2 separate regions of the Canis lupus genome follow, and region 1 is linked to region 2. A link is a contact called in public Hi-C data. All regions are on one chromosome and are shown on one strand. Each heading gives the region's core, a stretch centred on a gene start, on an enhancer-like site or on the middle of the called end of the contact. The rest is flanking DNA. Distances are from core to core; before and after follow the strand shown.

Region 1 (3,493 bases), core at 171-2,670, 140 kb before region 2:
GCTCAATACAGAATCACCAACTGGAAACACACTTCAAAGCTTCCCTTCTCACCACGGGAGTTGGGGGAAAGAGATCCGGCTCCTGGAAGTGGGGGGTGGAAAACAAGGGGACAATAGTGTCCTGAAAGGTGATGCATTTTATGTCTGGGAAGTAGGACGTGGGTATCGGGGCCGGGAGAGGCTTCTTCTCCCATGCCCAGCTCGGAGGCATCCCAGAAAAACTCGCTGAGTCCTAGTGACCCCACATATATGCCCATATGGCTCCTTTTGGCTCGGGTTATCAGATTTAGCAACTGAAAATAGAGGATACCCAGTTCAATTGAAATTTCAGATAAACAACCAATAATTCTTTGTTGTTGTTGTTTTCAGATTTTATTTTATTTATTCATGAGAGACAGAGACAGAGAGAGAGAGAGAGAGAGAGGCAGAGACACAGGCAGAGAGAGAAGCAGGCTCCATGCAGGGAGTCTGCTGTGGGACTCAATCCCAGGACCCCAGGATCACAACCTGAGCCAAAGGCAGATGCTCAACCACTAAGCCACCCAGGTGCCCCAACAACCAATAATTCTTTGTGTCCCATGACACACCAAATGGACCTGTATCTTGGTTCAGCTTTTATCATTCATTAATATTTGTTACAAATGGAAACATTATTATTTATCTGACATCCAGATTGAACTGCATTTTATCTTGCAACCCCAGCTGAGGGTGCCCTGAGTTGTTGGAAGGGATGTTATTTCTCCAAAGGAGCTGAGAAAGATGCCCCTGAGAACCACAGGGACACTGGGAAGGGCCAACCTCAGGCCCCAGGATCAAAGAAGCAGGGCCCATCCCAGAGGGAGGTGAGCAGGGAAAAAGCTGAGGCCCGGCCATGGCCTAGGGAACGGGGTTCACGCGGTCTTCCTGGCATGGGGAGGAATGTGGAGCCCGCCCCAGCTGCTCCCCATTAAGCAGAGCTGGCATTTCAGAGCACGTCAGAGGCGCTGGCTCACAGCCCTGGAAGTCAGCATCTGGCCTCTGAGCCAGCGCTGCCTGGCCAGCCCCAGCCCTCTCACCTCAGTGGACCCTGACTGAGGGCCCCAACAGGCCCATTGTCATCCTGTCCAGCCTCAATGGGGCCATTCAGGGGCTCTGCAACCGGCCCCTCTGGAGGCCACTTCCTCCTCCTTCTAGAGTGCCCTTGGCCACAGCCTTCGCCTGTGTGGGTGGGGGGCCTGGCTGTGGTGAGAGCAGCCGGCAGCCAGGGCAATAGTACTGAGGACTGGATTGTTGACAGAGGGCACGGAACAGAGTCCCCACATGTCACGGGACTCCAGGGCACTCTGCCCACACTGTAGCCCTCCCCCAGCTGAGGCCGCCGGGCTCCCCGGGGGCCGGCACCTGCAGACGGGGCAGCAGGGCCTCCCCTGCACATGCACTGAGAAGCTGAGGGGATTCGCTGGAGCCACATATAGCAAGGCCAAGCCCAGGCTTTGCCAAGTCCTAGATGCGCAGCTCAGGCAAGTTGCTTCACCTCTCTGGGCCTTTCCTTCTCATCTATAAAGTGAGACTGACAATACCTACCGCCTAAGGTGGACGTGGGAGGAGACCTAAGTGTGGAGCCTGGAGCCTGGCACCTTCCCCTCTATGCCTTCTTAACTCTAGCTCTTTTTGATCTACCGAAGACCCCAGAAAATGTGCTCTCCCACGACTGGCAGATCCAAAGGCCACTGATGGGGGGTATCTTGATTCAGACTTTATCAAGGGGACACTGGCCCTTTGTAGACCTGGGACTCCAGCCGAGGCCCCTCGCAGCTCAAGGAGCCCTGGCATCCAAACGCCATCTCCTCCTCTCCTCCCTGCTGCTCCTTCGGCCTCCCCTCTCTGGCGGCCTGAGTATCTCATATCCACTTCATGCTTCCAGATCTCCTGCCCCAGGTTTCTCGCACGCTCTGATTGCTGAATGAGCACACAGAGCAACAGATGCTGAAATCTCTGGGCACTGCCAAGCAACTTAAAGAGAGCCGGCTTGGGCCTTAAACAGAGGACAAAGGGACATACACTCTGGGTTTGTCACCCCTCCCCAGGCGTCCTGGCTAACCCTGCCCAGTGGCTGCCATCCTAGTGTGCCACCCGCCCCACATGGCAATGCTAGCCGCTGGTGGCAGGGACAAGAGCCAGAGCTCCATGTTCACCAGAGCCCTCTGCCATCTGCTCACCACACCAAGTCCAAAATACGCTACCCTGTTGTCTCCAAATCCTGCATGTGTGCACTCAATCCTCAGCTCCTCTCACTTCGTCTAGGACCCCATTCTTGCCTGGCCACTCCAACCCAGCTCCCCCTTCTCTTAGTCACCCAATGTGATCTCTTACTCAGGACCAGCCTTTGTCAGAGCAGGGGCTGCAGACCGTCTCCTGCACATTCGCGTGGTCTGACCTGTCAAAAATACAAATTCACGGGCCTTGCCCAGATCTGCAAAATCGGAGGCTCTGAGGCCAGGGGCAGGGCTCAGGTTTGTGCCTATTTAACAAGTAGCCAGGCAATACGGATGCACAGTGAAGTTTAAGAATCACTATCGTGAGGGATCCCTGGGTGGCGCAGCAGTTTGGCGCCTGCCTTTGGCCCAGGGCGCGATCCTGGAGACCCGGGATCGAATCCCACATCGGGCTCCCGGTGCATGGAGCCTGCTTCTCCCTCTGCCTGTGTCTCTGCCTCTCTCTCTCTCTGTGTGTGTGACTATCATAAATAAATAAAAATTAAAAAAAAAAAAAAGAATCACTATCGTGGAGCAAGAGAGGCACACTTGGCCGCTCCCTCTGGCCCCATTTGACCTTTCTTTGTACCCTCCCTTGCCTATTAGTAACTATGACAAGGAATGCATGCACTGGTTTCCTTATTGCCAAATTACACAAATATAACTGAACACTGCCATCTCGTTTCCCTACTGCATTCCACCTTGGACTTATTGGAGCATCTTCCATCCATATATTAGGGTACAGCGAAAAATACACAACACACACACACACACACACACACACACACACCTGAGACCTAACATTTATGGAGCTTGCTACATGCTTCATATATTTTGTGGCATTTAATGCTCAGAGCCCTGTGAGGTCACTAATCTCATGCCCCTAGAGCAGATGAGGAAGCAGGGGCAAATCTAGCAACTCACCTAAGGCTGTATCCTATGTGGACAGGGCCAGGATCCAAACCCTGGTCTGTGTGGCCATGACCACCTGCTCTTATTCACTTAATTCTCTTGTCTTCTCTGAGGGAGCTGGTCTCAAAGCCAGGAAATCTTACCCCAAAGTGTGCCTTGGGGTCTGCTGCAGAACCCTAAGAAATACAGATGCTGAAGCCTCCCCCCAGGCCTGCATCTGCAAGGGAGACGTCTGGACATGTGTACTATTGTAATAACTCCACATGCTCCTGGCAAAGAACCAATGGACATGTGTCTGGGTCATGCAGCTTGTTAAAGGAAGGTCTAGAAAGAGAACTCCAGTTTCT
Region 2 (3,553 bases), core at 115-2,614:
TGACTATAAGGATGGGGCGCCCAGAATAACGTCTGGAGTAAGTCCTCTTCCTCTGCTCTTCTTCCTCTCTGCCACATGAACTTCCTATGTGACCCTGGGCACTACCAAGGCTGGGCCATTTGCCACCAGCGGCCGGGGCTCCCGGTCTCTCCGGCACAGGGGTGGCTGTCACGATGAGAGGAAGAATCTTGTAACCGAGCCAGATGGTGTTCCCAGAACTCGAGTTTACAGATAAACTTGCCCCAGACCCCTGTGGATTCACAGAGGTCATTCATTACAGACCAGAGTCTGTGTTCCCGCCGGTAACACCTGCAAATGATAATGACCACCTTGGGGAGCCCTCGGAGGGGACGAGGGCACCGCCTCCGTGGACCAACGTCAGGGCTCACCAGCGTGAACTGGAGCAAGCCCAGCAGCCCAGGAGGGGAAACCAAGGCCCCGAGCCCCTTCCCTCCAGCTGCCATCACACATCAGGCCACAGCTGGCGTCGCCGGTGGATGGAGACCACCGGGAGGAAAACTGAAAACGTCTGGTGGCTACCTCGCTGCCGCCCCTGCAAAAAACACATCTCGGGGGCAGCTCGCAAAGGCAAGCACGTCTGCTCGCGACGCAGGCTGTCTGGGTGGAGCGTTCACGGCAGCGGGCGCCGGGCGGTCCTGCGCTGCAGGAACTACTGCGAAACTAGGAGGACTGTCAACCGATCACCGTAGTCACTCCCGCTGGAGCCCACGCCAGAGAGCCAGGAGACGGGGGCACCAGGAAACGGGCTTCTCGGGCCATAAAGTAGCCCCTTCTCAAGATGCTCTGACTTGTGGGCTTCGGGGGGCAGAGCTGAGCAAGGAATTGGCACTTTCAAGACTAGGGATTTCAGGCAAAGCGAACACTGGGAATAGGATGAGGCCCCATTGCCACTCTCACCAACGTACTCTTGGGTAAGAGAGAAGAGGGGACTTTAAATTGTGGGACAAATGGGGATTTTAGTAATTTGAAAGACTGGAGACTTGGGAGTCCATTGAAGGGTTTCAAGGCAGTGTGGAGTCGAGGCCAGAACAGGGGCTTTAGGGTTCACAGACACCGGGGTTTGCAAATGTGGCTGTTGCAGGACTGGACGTATGTGATGTGACTGCCACCAAGCCCCCAATCTGTGAGTCTCTCTAGACCCTCACACGCCCACCCCACTCTTCACCCCCGCTCTGAGGTGCAGGAAGGTTGCTAAGTATGGTGAGCCACCCCACACGCTTGCGCTCCTTCAGATGGAAAAAAGAACCCGAGGCCCAGATCACTGCTCTGCCAAGAGTCTCCTTAGAGAGGCGCCGCGGCCAGCACTCTGCGGCGGGCCTGCCAGGGCCAGACTGGGTGGTGAAAATAAAATCAACAGCTAAGGAGGTGCTTTCTGAAGCCTCGGGGGAGAGACCCAGCATCAAGCCAGCTTGAGATCTCACTGTCCCAGCAGCAAGAGGAAAAGCAGCACCTGGTCTTGCGAATAGTCCTCTCTGCAGTGGGAGGAAGATTCTAGAAAACACACTGGTCCCAGCTTCAGCCCGTTCCCCTCAGGGATTCCCGCCGGCGGAGCGCTGAAATGTGGGTGTGTGGCTCCCCCTGCAGGTGTCCATTGTCACTGCACCCACCAAGACCCTGGCCACAGAGTTGGGTGCTGGGTGGGCAGTGGGGGGCGGGGGGGGGGTGTTTTCAAGACTTCTTGCACTAGCACATCTCCCCTGAGAGGGGTGGAGTAGGATAGAGTGAAGGACTGGCTCTTGAGACCCCCAGGACCCCCATGTGGCCTCCAGATGGACAGCTGAAAACAGGGACTAGTTTAATAAGTGCCAGTAGCAGCTAGTACTTATTAAGCACGTTCTAGACGCCAAGCACTTGATCTGCTTTACCTCCCTGAACTCTCTCAATAAGCCCATGTGGTAATCAGGATTACTATCCCCTCATGTTACAGGTGAGGATCCCAAAGCTCACGGGGTGCTGAGGCCACACATTTGGTAATTGACAGAGCTGGGGTTAGAACCCAGGGACGCTGGACTCCAGGGCTTGTGTCCCATCACAGTGATGATTCTCCAACTTTGGGGCGGAAGCAGATCACTTAAGGTGCGTGTCAAAATGCCAGTTCCAGGGTCTCATCCCCATAGATCAGGATTCAGAGGGTCTTGGGGGGAAAATCCAAGAGTTTGCATTTTTTAATGAGCACATTGGTGAATTCCGGGCGGGGGGGCGGGGATTCATAGACCCTACTTCAAGGTCTACTGCAGGGCGTGGGGCTCCCTCACTGTCCCAGGGCTTGACCAGCAACCAAGGTGGTTATTTTATTATTTTATTTTATTTTATTTTATTTTATTTTATTTTATTTTATTTTATTTTATTTTGATTGATTGATTGATTTATGATAGACATAGAGAGAGAGAGAGAGACACAGGAGGAGGGAGAAGCAGGCTCCATGCCGGGAGCACAACGTGGGACTCGATTCCAGGACTCCAGGATCGCACCCTGGGCCAAAGGCAGGCGCCAAACTGCTGAGCCACCCAGGGATCCCCGGTTATTTTAATTTATGGTTGTTACGGGCAGAGAAATGGACTGTGGTCTCTAAAGGTCCCTCGGTGTCAGAAGGGGACAATGAGTAAATTCCACCTTCGGCCTCCATGTCTATCTATAGAATCTACCCAGACTGTGCTGGGACTCTGCTGCTAGAGTCCTGCCCACCCCCTCCACCCCACTCAGTGATCCACCAGGAAGGCAGCCCCTGAGGGGCGAGACTGAGAAAGTAATAGAGAGCAGCCCCCACAACCGGGTAGTTGTGGAAAAGGCACTTCTCCTCCTGGTCTTGGTTTATCCATCTAAGCAATAAGAGGATTTGAGATCTCTAGGTTTTGAAAATTCTATATGCCCACATTCCAAGCCTTTGCATTTCTTTTGGCATCCTGCCAGTTCTTGGAGCAATCACAGTTAGCTGTCCAATGTCTCAGTTTCTGCTTCCTGATGGGTCCAGATGCTAAGTTAATTAGGGCTTTGCCGTTAATACCTTCGCTGGGTAGGTAAGGCATCTTAGCAGGACCCACGCCAAGTTTTAAGGGTGATGTTATTTCAGAATCCAGGGTGAACTCATTGGATTAGATCAGTGGTCAAGGGAGTGGAAGGATGGCCAGTGACTCCTTGATATCCCACCAATCGCACCACCAACCATACGGTTGGCTTTGAGTGGAAACGGGATTACGAAGCGGCCTTGTCTTCTGGCTCTGAGTGAAGCAGGTGGATATACCAGGAGATAGACAACCTGAGCTCCCGCCCAGAACTACTGCTGTGGTGCTGGGTGAACCTCCACCGAGTTAGGCCTTCCTTTCCCTTCTTTGTAAATGAGGCACTGGGCTTTGTTTCACATGGTCCCTTCCTTCCTTCCTGGGTTCTGAGATTACATTGGCTAGCTCTACGCAGACCTAATCCCTATTCAAACATCTTAGAATCCTCTCCTGTTGCTGATTTAGTGCCCCACCCCCATTCAGCTCCAGGGCCACCAAAACCTGAAATGGAAAAAAGGGAAGGTGGGGGACAA

What was found. Hi-C and Micro-C count contacts between places; a contact is called where the count stands out from the background.
Region 1: a Hi-C map of liver shows a contact between it and region 2, with 5 times the contacts expected there. The contact joins two enhancer-like sites. A contact is called at or near these places in 3 of 9 Hi-C or Micro-C datasets (amygdala, liver and skin fibroblasts).

What each region holds. Positions count from the first base shown.
Region 1 is chr21:42,478,793-42,482,285 of UU_Cfam_GSD_1.0, reverse strand. All of the region lies in intron 1 of NAV2 (neuron navigator 2), which reads right to left. Among named protein-coding and RNA genes, the nearest start is that of NAV2, 340 kb to the right of the region's middle. Within about 2 kb of position 1,420, at least 3 of the 20 cell types and tissues checked have an H3K27ac peak or open chromatin away from gene starts, as enhancers often do.
Region 2 is chr21:42,337,857-42,341,409 of UU_Cfam_GSD_1.0, reverse strand. The region is part of intron 1 of NAV2 (neuron navigator 2); the gene reads right to left. Among named protein-coding and RNA genes, the nearest start is that of NAV2, 200 kb to the right of the region's middle. Within about 2 kb of position 1,364, at least 3 of the 20 cell types and tissues checked have an H3K27ac peak or open chromatin away from gene starts, as enhancers often do.